Linked DNA regions of Arachis hypogaea: region 1 is linked to region 2. A link is a contact called in public Hi-C data. All regions are on one chromosome and are shown on one strand. Each heading gives the region's core, a stretch centred on a gene start, on an enhancer-like site or on the middle of the called end of the contact. The rest is flanking DNA. Distances are from core to core; before and after follow the strand shown. Region 1 holds the start of LOC112749019 (UDP-glycosyltransferase 72E1). Region 2 holds the start of LOC112748974 (protein BZR1 homolog 1).

The links. A called contact is a pair of places that touch in the nucleus more often than the background predicts.
Region 1: a Hi-C map of leaf shows a contact between it and region 2, with 5 times the contacts expected there. The contact joins the promoter of LOC112749019 here to the promoter of LOC112748974 in region 2. A contact is called at or near these places in 4 of 8 Hi-C or Micro-C datasets (all in leaf).

What each region holds. Positions count from the first base shown.
Region 1 is chr15:10,307,113-10,313,923 of arahy.Tifrunner.gnm2.J5K5, reverse strand. LOC112749019 (UDP-glycosyltransferase 72E1) reads right to left here and starts at 4,455. Exons shown (of 1, transcript XM_025797278.3): 1 at 2,595-4,455. The coding sequence starts at 4,320. The coding sequence ends at 2,842. LOC112749020 (a long non-coding RNA gene) reads right to left here and starts at 6,681. Exons shown (of 2, transcript XR_003175065.2): 1 at 6,521-6,681; 2 at 5,185-6,378.
Region 2 is chr15:10,155,183-10,161,343 of arahy.Tifrunner.gnm2.J5K5, reverse strand. It overlaps LOC112748974 (protein BZR1 homolog 1), which reads right to left and starts at 4,659. Exons shown (of 2, transcript XM_025797236.3): 1 at 3,975-4,659; 2 at 2,639-3,739. The coding sequence starts at 4,199. The coding sequence ends at 3,005. LOC112753451 (U6 spliceosomal RNA) reads right to left here and starts at 1,100; the gene lies at 999-1,100.

The DNA.
Region 1 (6,811 bases), core at 3,206-5,705, 150 kb before region 2:
ATATTATACTAGAAAAATATTAAATGATTAACTTTTTATTTTTTTACGTTTAAATTGGTTAATTTTTTATTAAAAATATCATCCTTTCATATTTCCATTATATTGTTATTTGTAGTAACTTTTATTTGAGGAAATCTCAAGAATACCCATCAGTCACAGCAGATTAAAACCTTTAAAATATATATATATATATATATATATATATATATATATATATTAAATACTCCATATATATATGTATAAAATATGACTAAAACTAAAGTAATATTTTTTAAAAAGTATTTTGATTTAAAATACTCCATCTATATATTTGTGTGTTATTATTATATATATATATATATATATATATATATATATATATATATATATATATATATATATTATTTCATGTGCAAATGAAATTTCTTTGGCATACTAAATATTAAGATAGATGTATTTGGTTTATATTTTTTGTCATTATTATTAAACTATATATAATGACTTTTCAGTCTCAGATTGGCAGATTGAATAAATAATATGATCTATATATATTGAAACAGTATAATGTATAGATAACATTTTGTTAGATATTATACAATATATTTTTTTATATTATGTCAAAATATACATATTTTATGTTCACTTATATTAGTATTGGATATTTGATCTTTTATTAAAAAAAAAATAAACACGAACACGCATACACGATATTCATCCAATAATAATTTAATTAAACGATCTACTTTCAACAATTTCGAAAAAATGATACTTTATATGAACTTTTAATAAAAGTGATATTAGTCTTAGAATATTTCGGAATGAAAGAAAAAGTTGGAATTACACCCAAATTCAGAAATAATTGTGTCAATTTGGACTTTAGAGAGTCCTGTAGTACGTAGTACAGTTTGCATGTTGAAAAATCATTTTCCTTTGGGAGCAATAATTAGAACAAACACAGCAGTATTGTTATATTGAATTGTCATATTTTATTTTGTTTTGGGTGTCCATATTGAATTGAATTGTCTATGCAAACAGAGGGATGGGTCGAAGCCAACATCAATGGAATTTGTCCTTTATTTCTGATAACTTAGCCTAGTACAAATGCAGCTGTGATGAGAGACAACACACGCAGAGGCAATAACTTTGGTGATCGGTGCTTTAACTTCAATGTGGAGCCAAATTTGACTTGGCATGCGCAACATAATTTATAGAGAGTTAATTCTAATTATAATAGCAGCTGAAACTAGAGGGAGTTGTCGTTTTTATTACATGCTCGATTAATGTAGCTTTAATATTGATTGGGATTTCTTTGCATATATGTCCCACTTTTGAAGAGAAAGTGAACCGTAATACCCGCTGCTTACTCATCCTTATGCTTATGCTTCAACTATATATTTCAGTTAAAAATATGGACTATTTAGATAAATAGGTTTAAAATGTTTTTTTTTGTAATATTTAAATTTTAATATATATAATTAATTAAATTGTATTATTTTTATTAAAATTAGACTAAATAAATTAATATGATAAAAAAATAAATTAAATTTTAAATTGGTCTAAATTAATATTATTTTTTATAAAAAATTATTATAATATTATATATATTAGGAATATTTTAGTCATTTTCTATAATAAGAATATTGTAATAATTTTTTTATAAAAAATAATATTAATTTAGATAGGTTCAAAATTTGAATCACTATTTTTCGGTTAAATTAAATTGTCTGACCTAATTTTCACAAAAATAACACAATTTAGTCGATTATATATATTAAATTTTAATTATTAAAAGATATTTTTAAAACAGACGTTTTAGATGTATTTATCTGAATAGATCTAAAAAAAGGTGAAAACTCAGATGCAGTCTACTTTATGTGAAGTTGATAACTGAGAGTCGTTAGATAAAAATTTAGTCAAATAATTCAAATTATTTAAGGGCTCCCAACTATCAACTTCACGTGAAGTTGATTGCACTCGAGTTTTCATATTATTTATTCTTTAAAATTCAGTATTTGATCCATTTTTTTAATTCATTATTTTTAATTAATTTAAATATTTATTTTTATTTACCTATTATTCAAAAAATTATTTATTTTTTATTTGTTGGTTTTACTAGGTATACAATAATTTTTGTGAATAATGTGAATAATGAGCTCTACAAATGATTCAATAAAAAAAAAAATACTCCATCCCCCAAATTACCTCTTAAACCCTAACATTAGAATAACTATCTGTAAACCTAATGAATTAAATATTCAGCTATTGTTACCTATGCATGACTGAATCGAGAAGACAATTAAGAATCAACATAATTATCTGCATACCTATTGAATTGAATATCTAACATATATATTATTTACATTAAATAAAAAATATTTAAAAAGAGAAAAGCTATTTGTATACTAAAAGTAGTCACTAAAATTAACCACTAATGTATTTATATATAAATACATGTGTGGTTTAATTTATTTTTAATATATATTTATACTTTGATAATTGATTTTGATATAAACGAAGCATAACTCATTTAAAAAATATCTAATTGAACTAATTCCAATTAAACGCTCATGTTTGTTATTGCTTTCACGTAACTGGCAAGTTACGATATATTAATATGGCCGAAAAATAATTAATTTTTTTATAAAATATATTAAAATATACCTTAAATTATAGAGCAATACTAGGGGCCAAAACATTTGTGATTGGTAGCCATCAACTAGCCATCAATGATGATTTGATGGTGTGAGATTGGTGTGAAATATCATCCAATAGCTCACATTTTTCTGCTGGTTACATGTTGGCCAAAATGCAATAAAATTGCTGGCTCCTAAACTTTTCCTTAATATTTTTGCACTCTTGAGATCATGCACCACGAGCTTTAGCCTCTGAAGCGGCGCGAGAGTAAGTTCTGAATTGACGCAGCGACTCATAAGAGCTTCCAAACTCACACACTGCTTTCTCTGCACTCGCTTTCAGCTCGTTCACCTTTGCCCTCATTGCACCACCTTCTTCTTCCGCCATTACCCTTCTCACAACCCTCGCTATCTCATCCCTCCCAACCACGCCACCACCCTCCGCCTCACCCCTCGCCCTCACCGCCACCCCGAGCTCCTTCGACAACATGGCAGCGTTCATCTTCTGCTCCGAGTAGAGCGGCCAAGCCACCATTGCCACCCCACCAAAGATTGCCTCAAGCACAGAGTTCCAACCACAGTGCGTCACAAAACCACCCGTCGCAGCATGTCCCAGAATCTCCACCTGCGGGGCCCACATGGGAATCACCAATCCCAATTCCTTCGTCCTCTCCACGAACCCCTTCGGCAAGTACTCCGGCGACCCGTCCCCGCCAATTCCGACGTCGAAATATGCGCCGGAAGCATCGCCCTCAATGGGTGGCCGCACCACCCAAACAAACCTCTGCATGCTGAGCTCCAATCCCCACGCAAGCTCCCTAATCTGAGCCTCAGACATGGTCCCTCCGCTCCCGAACGACACGTAGATTACCGATTCCGTCGGTTGCCGGTCAAGCCACTGCATAACCTTGTTGTCCACGTGTACACTACCCGTGTCACGGTCCGCTAACGTCCTCACTAGAGGTCCAACCGGATAAACCGGTCCATTGGTGAACCTTCGCAAGATTCCAGAGTCCCCCAGCGCCTTCGTTGCTGAGGGCTCCAGATCTTGCCAAGTGTTGATCAGGATCCCATCAGAGCCATTTATTACCTTTGAAACCTTGGAGTATCCTTCATATATGGGCCCTAGGGGGTCCAAGAGAGCTTCGAGTGTGTCTTCGAATTGAATCGGTTCGCAACCAGGGATTGGAAGCGGTCCGCGGTTCTTGACATGAGTATTCTCCACCTGGTTGGGGTCCATAGCTGAAAGGTGTATGGTGAGAGCGGAGAACCAGGCGCTGGTGGTTAAGAAGACGAAGGGTTGCATGCCGAGGTCACGTGCCATGGGAATAGCTTCTGTACCGAACAGGTCAACGACAAGAAGAGAGGGAGGGTGCTTCATGGAGAGGATGAAAGAGCGGAGAGATGGTAAGGACTCGGTCATGGTTACGATGATTCTGTCATATAGGGAAGGGTCTGGTCCCAGTTTGGATGAAACATCTGGTTGCGGCAATTCCACCACGTTTGGGGCAGTTTCTAGATGTGAGGTTTGTTGGTGGATTTGGGAGCGAGCCGTTGCGAGATCGGTGGTGATGAGGAAGATGGTGACGTCGAAGGCGTGTTGTGTGAGGAGGCTCTTGCCAAGCTCCACCTCCGGGATGAGGTGGCCCATCCCTGGGCTGGTCAGAATGGCGGCGTGTGGCTTCTTGTCGTTGTTTGCTGTGGCCATGGCGGCTCTGCAGCTTCAGAGAGAGAGAGAGAGAGATATTTATGGAACGTGGATGAGAAAGAGGTATTCTGTCAAATAATAATAACGATAATAAAAAGCTTTTATAAATGTAATCAATATAGGTCATTTTAGGAAGATGCATATTATAAGGTGGTAGCCATATTGACTACAGTGCATGGACCATTCACCCATTGACATGCCGCAAAGGTTTCAATGTGCTCTTTAATTGGTTTGACTAAACAAAAATATTATTTTATACTAAAAATTATTTATTAAATATATATATATATATATATATATATATATATATATATATATATATATATATATAAACTGTTTTACATATTTTTAATATGTATAATGTATTGTATTTTATATATATTTTTAAAAATATTAGTACTTACCTAAATATTGTTAACAATGTAAATACTTTAAAATTTAAAAAATAAAAATGAGACAAATATTAATAGTAAACATGATATCGTTTACATGAAATATTCTTAGCACATAAATTTGTTTAATTGTCGTAAAAATAATAAGGAGGTGTGTTTATCTTAAGTTTAGCAACAAAAAGATCCATAATTACTTAGGCTCCTCTATACAAATTTTCTATTTGTTAATAGCCTAATTTTTATTTAATATAAGTTTCATTTTTTGGTGAACCATTTTCATAAGTATTATCGATTGCTAATTTTCTAATTAACGTCTTTATACCTTTCTTAATAAAATCTTTTTCTTCTTCTTTCAAAAATAAAAGAACACTTTGCAAGGTGTTTTTTCCGGTTTTTGGTTTTCCCTATTTGGGTCTGAGTATAGCCCGTGTTATCAGTTAGTGTTAAGATAGTTGCAAAAAGGCTCCGAGTCTTGACTAGTAATAAGCAGATATGTGTTATCCGAAAATAATAACGATACAGTGACAATTCTCCATTTTAGGCCCAAATTTCAGTGGATTCTTTCCAGAAACATCTTTGTTAATTGGATGTCTATATTAAGGAGAAAAAAACCGTTTTTATCAAAATGCAAATTCTCCATTTAGCCCCAAATTTAGCTAAGTTTGATATTAAACACATTAGTAATGAGTAATGACTCATGCCTGATCATGCCTCTATTTTCAGGCATCCAATTCTAATTTTGGGAGCCTATATCATGCGTGATGCCGTTGGAGTGAGAATCAGAGATTGAATATCGGCAATTTGGAGAACATGCCCAATGCATGCGTATCAAGATTCGACATTCAGCAGCTGGAAAGAGCAAAATCTTAGTGCACTGCCATGTTGCATTGTAGTTGTTGCCTATTGTAATAGTGTGCGTCTTTAACTAACTTGCCCAGGCAAAATCTGCAGCAGCAACTATGGGAGGTGGCTGAGAAGCTCCAGCAGCAGGTGTGGTGAGGGGAGGCTGTGAAGATGCAACAGCAGTGGTTGGTGTCGGCTAACAAGGCTCCAGCAGCAGCCCTTTCTTGATCCCTGTCTCTCCCAAATCTAAGGTTATTTTCATCAAATATGTTCACATTTACATCAGCAGCACCTGTAAATTTATAAAAGCAGCATTATCTCCATTTACAGCAGTAGATCCACCTCCATTGTCTCCATTTGCAGCAGCAAATCCACTATTATCAAATTTATCCTCCTCACTAGATGATTCTGATTCACCTTCAACTTCTACTTCTATCAGACCACTAGCTTCAATAGGCACATAATCCTCATCATTTGAGGTTATCTCAACACTATTACTTTTTTTACATCCATCAACAACATATATCGAACAATGCTTAACAGTTTGTGACACTAATAATCTACCCATTCTCATGGCATCTCTATCACTTATCATCAATTCTCTAAGATCCTCAGTTGATAGCCTGGTTCACAGTATCAAATCTTAGCATAACCTTTGTACCCTAACCTCTTTAATTCACTAACTATTTCTTACAAACTCCATTCATCAAGCTCAAAGTGCAAGTTTTCCAACACCCTCCCCCCAAAATATTCTAAACCGTGCCTTGTATCATGAAAATTTCCACCGTGATATAGGTCTATGGTAAAATCAGAATCTCCATCACTACACCAAAAAGAAAGAAAAAAAAAAAAACCAAATAAATGCCTTTTTACAGGTAAAAAGCCCCCATTGTTGGAGTCATTTTTAGTAACATATTCATCCTATCACTACAAGAACAATGAGGAGAAGATAGCACAGTACGTACCTTCGAGCAGCAACGACTAGGTACCTCCGACAACACAGTGCCTTTGACAGCAGAGAATGCGCTTCAACGAGGTGAGTGGCGAGGTGATCGACGGAGGCCTAGGTCAGTTGAAACCCCAGCAGACCTCAACAAAAAACGAAAAGGGTTTGGACTTTCTGAGAGTGAGGAAAAAACAAAGATGTTTTTGGAATTAATCTCGCCAAGTAACCAATAAAAATTTAATCAACAAATATTTTTAAATTATATTTTATATTAATTATTTATTATTAATTAATAATTATTTAATTTTTA
Region 2 (6,161 bases), core at 3,410-5,909:
ATTCAAATCGGACGGTTCGATTTATTTGATGAAAAGAATAAATCGGAGAGTCCGATTTGCTTGAAGAAAAAATTAAACTCAAAATCAGAGGATTCGATTTGTATTTTTTATTTTTTTTATTTGTTAAAATAAAAATCGATAAAAAAAATTTTATTTTCGAAATCATAGATCAAACCGATTTGTGATTATTTGTTTAAAAAACAAAATAATACAAACAAATGGTGCCTCCAATTTATGTCATCCCATAGCCAAATAAAATATCTCTCTCTTCACACCATATTGTCATATAAGTTTCTCTCTCCCACACGAAAAATCAAAAGCGTAAAAGTTTCAGTATCGGTCCCTCGGCTCATATATCTTCTAGGCCTCTCTGCTTTTGAAAGGATGGCATTCTGAAGAAAGGATGATCAGCGAAGAACGCATGGTATGTGTTCATGGCCGCTGCCACACTGGTGTTCTCTCCGGTGACGCCCCTGCACTGTACGAATCTGGAATCCAAAGCGATGTGGACGAGACTTTCAGTGGGTCTCCTCTGCTGCCGGCGCTCCGAATGAAGCTCCGTCGCCGAGGGTGCACGATGATGAAAGCTTCAGCTTCCTCTCCTCCGAATCTGCAACTCCGATGCTGCCGCTTCCCTGTTCCCAGACTATTTGCCAACAATCTCGCTCTCCCTGTCCTCCATTGCTCGCATGACCCAGACCAAGAACCAAAACCCATGCCCAAACCCAGCCCGAACAAGACCACCTCCCTTCCCTGCGCCAAGCCAGCTCCCCCTTCTCGCGAAGCAGACATGCATCCTATACCACCTCAAAATCTAGCTTGCTACGTCAATTTGGTTGCATCCTTTGCCTCGGTTAAAACTGCCTCCGCCGCTGGGTTTCCACTACCACCATTTCTTCATCTTCAATTGCTTTAATCATGGGCGTGGAAGTCTTTGTGATATCTCGGATCAGGTTTGCTTCCGTTGGGTCTGCTTTATCTTCTCCAACGCTTCTATCGCATGCACAACAGAACTCTTGATTTGTGCGTGTCATCCTTGCGCAGGGGCCATGCTAATCTTCTCTGTATCGTTCCAATTTTATCGGATGTCCCGTAGGGACTCTATTGAGGTGCTTCTACCTAAACGACTAAACCAAGGTTTGGAGCAACAATCAATTTTTTTTTTTTTTTGGTAGTGAAACAACAAGCAGTTTTGAAGTAAAATATCCAAACATGATTTCTGAAAGTGTTTTGCCGGTTTTATAGTCTTTTCTTTCTTGGGTGTACTTTTGGGTTTTTGGTAACAATTGAGGGTTTTTAATTAAAATGATGCAAATATAATTGGGCTTTGGCGGAGAGAGGTGGATTATCATGGTTGGGCCATTGGAGGAACCTGGAGAGAGGTGGATTATCATGGTTGGGCCATTGGAGGAACCCGTAGATCCTGGAGAACCAATATAGGCTCCTCACATTAAGTCCCAGCTTTGAATTTTGATTTTTCTTCTCGGTGTGACCTGGCACACTGTTGAAATAAATCACTGTTTGCATCGCTTGGCAATGAGAGAGAATCATGCATGAGACGAGAGCGTTGAACACACACCAAAGAAGAATAACCAGAAAGAACAAGAAAGCAAAGAACACATATATTCACGATAACATGACAGTTTGTTTTGCGGGTTCTGAATTTTGACCTTCAAGATTACGAACCAGGAGAAATAATGTGTTCTCCTTTGAACTTGTATATTCCTCTTTAACAGTCAGGCATCAGGCACCGGGTTATTCATATCTTATACACGTAGATAATGGACAGCCAAATCATAATAAAACATTTGCACTCAAATTCAGCAAATCATAATTTAGTGCAAGCCATGTATAGGATCAAAATTAAAGTTGAAAAAAAAAAATTAAAACAAACTGTGGACGGATTCACCAGATATTCCCTAACTAAGTCTAGTTTCTGCAGGGTCTAGAGTGCTGAGATTCAAGCCCTTGTTTTTTCGTCAGTGATCATCAACACATCAGAGTTTATGTTGCTATCATATTATCTCAACAATGAGGAATCATGAAACTTTACAGCTAGACTCGTAATTTCTCGCAAGAAAAATACACTTACGAGCCATGCATAAGAGAATTAATATCCTCATTCCTCGGGTTATCTAACATCCTTCTAGTATGAAGATACACGATATAGAATTATAGACAGAAGAGAATGACAGAAATACTAAATTAATACACACTACCTAGATAATATTAGGCCCCACATAATTGCTTTGTGTTTTTCTCTATCACAATACAATCCTCTAACTTAATGTCCAAATATATACATATGTATAATCCTCTACCGTCAAGTTACCCTCTCATAACAAAGGCGGAAAGTTTATTAGGATGGAAGTGATGTAATTTTTTTCCCTTTGGTGACTAGGAAGTGATGTTAATTACCTTCTCATAAGTAATGCTGATCGAGCAAAACCGCATACATATTCAGTGTGGAAACTGGAAACAGCAAATGCAGTAGTTTAAACTTTTGAGGCCGAATGGAGTAAAACTATAAAGCTTCAAAAGTGGGCTTCTCAATCTCTCCATATCAGTTTCAAATACACACATTGGAATGCTCAGCTATGTAATGAAATAAAGAGTATGAAAGCATTAAGAATATCTCTTCAGTGAACTTCAATTTCTCCTGGTCTATAGTAATAAGTTAAGATTAAGTCTCAAAACACTACCAAACTTTTTAAAGGTTGCCTCAAATGCAACTATTCAACAATCAACAAGGCATCACAATGAAGTCAAATTTCATGTAATGTAACGAAATATAAACGGGACTGTACATATAAGAAAAATATAGAAATGCAACATAGCAACCGATTTCCCCGGCAATGGCAGAGTGGCAGCTCCATCCAAGCAATCCATGCAGACGCCAAGGAAACGCTGCAGACTTGGGCTTGGGGATCGGGTTCGCAGCAGTGTTGTGGCCTTTGGGCGTGATATAGACATAAGAAGGTAGCCCTAAACATTGTTTTCAACATCAGGCCTTTCCACAGCCTAGAGTAAGTTCCAACTCATCCACTCCCACCTCATGTATCCTCTCACCCTCCCATGGCTTCACTCGACCATTCTCAAAGTCAAAATCCGATGGTCTTCCTCTCTCTGCAGCCTGGCCCCATTGCATGCCTTCATTCATATCCATGGAACCCTGGGGAGTGATCTGCTGCATTGCTGGTTTCACAAGGTTAAAGGTAGGCGACGGAGGAGCAGCCGAGGCAGTCGTTGTCTGAAAACTAACCCAGCGACCGGAGTCCACAGTGGAAGCATCAGATTCATCACACTCAGGAATGGTGGAAGTAGCCAATTGGTGGCGGCGGGAGGGGCTGGATGGGGCGGATACCGCGAAGAGAGGATGGCGGAACGAATTAAGAGAGGAGACATTGGAGAGGGATTCGAAATCCGCCTTCCTTTTAGAACCCCTGGAGGTTGGGGAAGAAAGAGGAGGGGTAACAGGGGCACTATTGGATATTCTAAGAGGAGGAAGGTTTGTGGGGATGGAGGTGATGTTATGAATGAATGGTAGGAGGAATGAAGAGGGGTTTTGAAGGTTGGGATCAATGCGAGAGGGGCTGGGGAATGATGAGGAAGTTGGGCTAGCATGGTAGGAAGGAACAGGGCTTGGGAATGCTGATGACTGTGGGCTTGGCTGCAGTGAAGAACAACCACTCATGTTCGCTGGAGTTCCTCCAATCTCACCTTGCGGCCTCTTGCATCCCTGTCATCAAAACACAGATCTCAATCAAGATTTCTAGGGTGAAACTAACGGAACATAATCAATCATCTAGAACTATCACAATGACACCTGATCTCAGATTAACACTACAAAAGCTAGTTAGATCGCAAGCCTCCAGGATCAAATCAAACTTTTTGCAAGATTAGAAAGCGGATCAACAAAGCAAGCAAGAAAGAGCAAGTAGATCTGAGAGGGAGAGAGAAGTAGAAGAAGAAACCTTGCCGTAGGTAGTTCCGTCCTCTTCGACAATCCAACCAGCTTCGGCACAGAGAGCTTTCAAGACCTCGTTGTTATCACAGTGCTTGGGAAGCTTGTAGTTACCCTGAGCTCGAAGACCAGCGTAGATCTTCGCTGCAATCGCTCTCCGCCTTCTCTCTCTCCGCTTGTTGTTCTCCCTCTCCTTCCACGTCGGCAGCCTCCCCGACGATCCACCGCCGGTCATCTTTCCGGCGCTTCCACCCGCGCTCTCTGTGTTAGCTTTGCACAGTTAAAACTTAAAACCCTCTCCCTCTCTTTTTCTTTCTCTTTCTCTTTCTCTTTCTCTGAGTGTGGGTGTCAAGAGGGAGAGGAGGATCCTTTATTTTTTTTTTTAATTTTTCTGTAAATCTAAGTTATTTGTGTCAGGTGCAGGAGAAGAGAAGGAGGAGAAGAAAATGAAGTGCTGCTTCCTTTTTAGATTCTTCCCACCCTTCCTCTCTTTCTCTCTCCTTCCCTTTTCACACTTCCCTCGGTTTTTCTCTTCCATAACCATTTCTTATTTTATTTTTATTTTTTTTTATGTGTAGGGTTGGATTGCAGATGGAGAGGAATGGACCGGTTGCTTTTCTCATACCAAAATTCGTAAAGCTAAATGCTATTTTAATATTATTTTCTTAAGATAATTAAATTAAATGATGTATACTAATGTAAAGAATTCGAATGACGCTATTGTAAATTTATTGGTTCATTGATTAAAAAAATAAAAATATTATTTATATATTAAAATTATTTATAAAATTAATTATTAATATATTTATATATATTATTTAATTTATTTTAATGTGTATTTATATTTTAATATATATTTTATATTAATAAGTAATTTTAGTATACACTAGAGAGAAAGAATACAGACTCACACTCATTGATTCAACCGTGCACGTTCATAAATGTATTAAAAAAGTGTGATCTCTCTGTACAAGAATTGGATCTTACACACACATTTAAGGAACGCGATCCATGAAGCATTAACTAACCTTCTATAATTATATATGTAAACTGAATATATAATTAAGCATCAACACAAATTTTTTACTTATTAAACTTAATTTTATTAGAATCTTGTTGACTTATTTTTTAAGAACACATTTTAAGAATTCTATTTTCTAAAAAAATATTTTATTAAAAATTATTGAAAAAATATATTTTATATTGAGTATATTAAATATATAAAAAATAAAATTATTATTATACTCTTAAAATATATTTTGAGAGTATAAATTAGCTAAATGTTTTTTGGTAGTATTTAAGTTATTTATTATTTAACGTTAATTAATCATCATTTAATTAGTTTATATATAAAACAAACGAGAAACGCGAGAACAATTTCGTGGAACTTTGCCGAGTGGCCCATCATCCATCATGAATGCAGACAAGATATAGTGAATAATAATGAATTGTAACTAGTAGTCAAACATTTAGGCAATCTAAGTCCATGTATCATCCATTATTAGAAAAACTTGCATGAACTTAAATTGAGCTTAGGATAATTTTGTGGTGATAATATTCATGTAACTAATGTAGTCATGTGTAAAGGTAGTAGGCAGGCACAAGGGCACGGCGTTGAAATAAAGAGGGAGGGAAGATGTCTATCATAGAAAGACCTAACGCACCGTTCCTTCATCAAAGGCACATGACTTGTTTGTTCGTTAGCACTTAACACATACATTCATATTTGATGGTGTAGATTAGACTGTACCTATACGGCATACCACAGTCCAATTATGCGGCGTCCACACACCCACATGACTAACATGGCCCACCACCCCCGACCCCTACATCTCTACCCCCTCCCTCACTAGCTCTACTTACACTATATTTAGTTTGATAGAAAATGAATGAAAAAAAATAATATTTTTTTGTTTAATTATCAAAAAAAATAAAAAAAAAATTTATGAAAGTTTTACTAAAAAAATTTTTTTTCCATCACAAAAAAAAAAGTATTATATTTTTTGTATTTTTAATACTATCTTTAGTTATATTATTATTAATAATTATTAATATAAATTTAATTTTAATATATTATTATAATAAAATTTATATTTAAACATTATATGTATTAGATAAATAATTTAAATTAAATATATAAAATTATAATATTTTATAATATTCATAAAATATAATAAACATAAATAAATAAAAATAT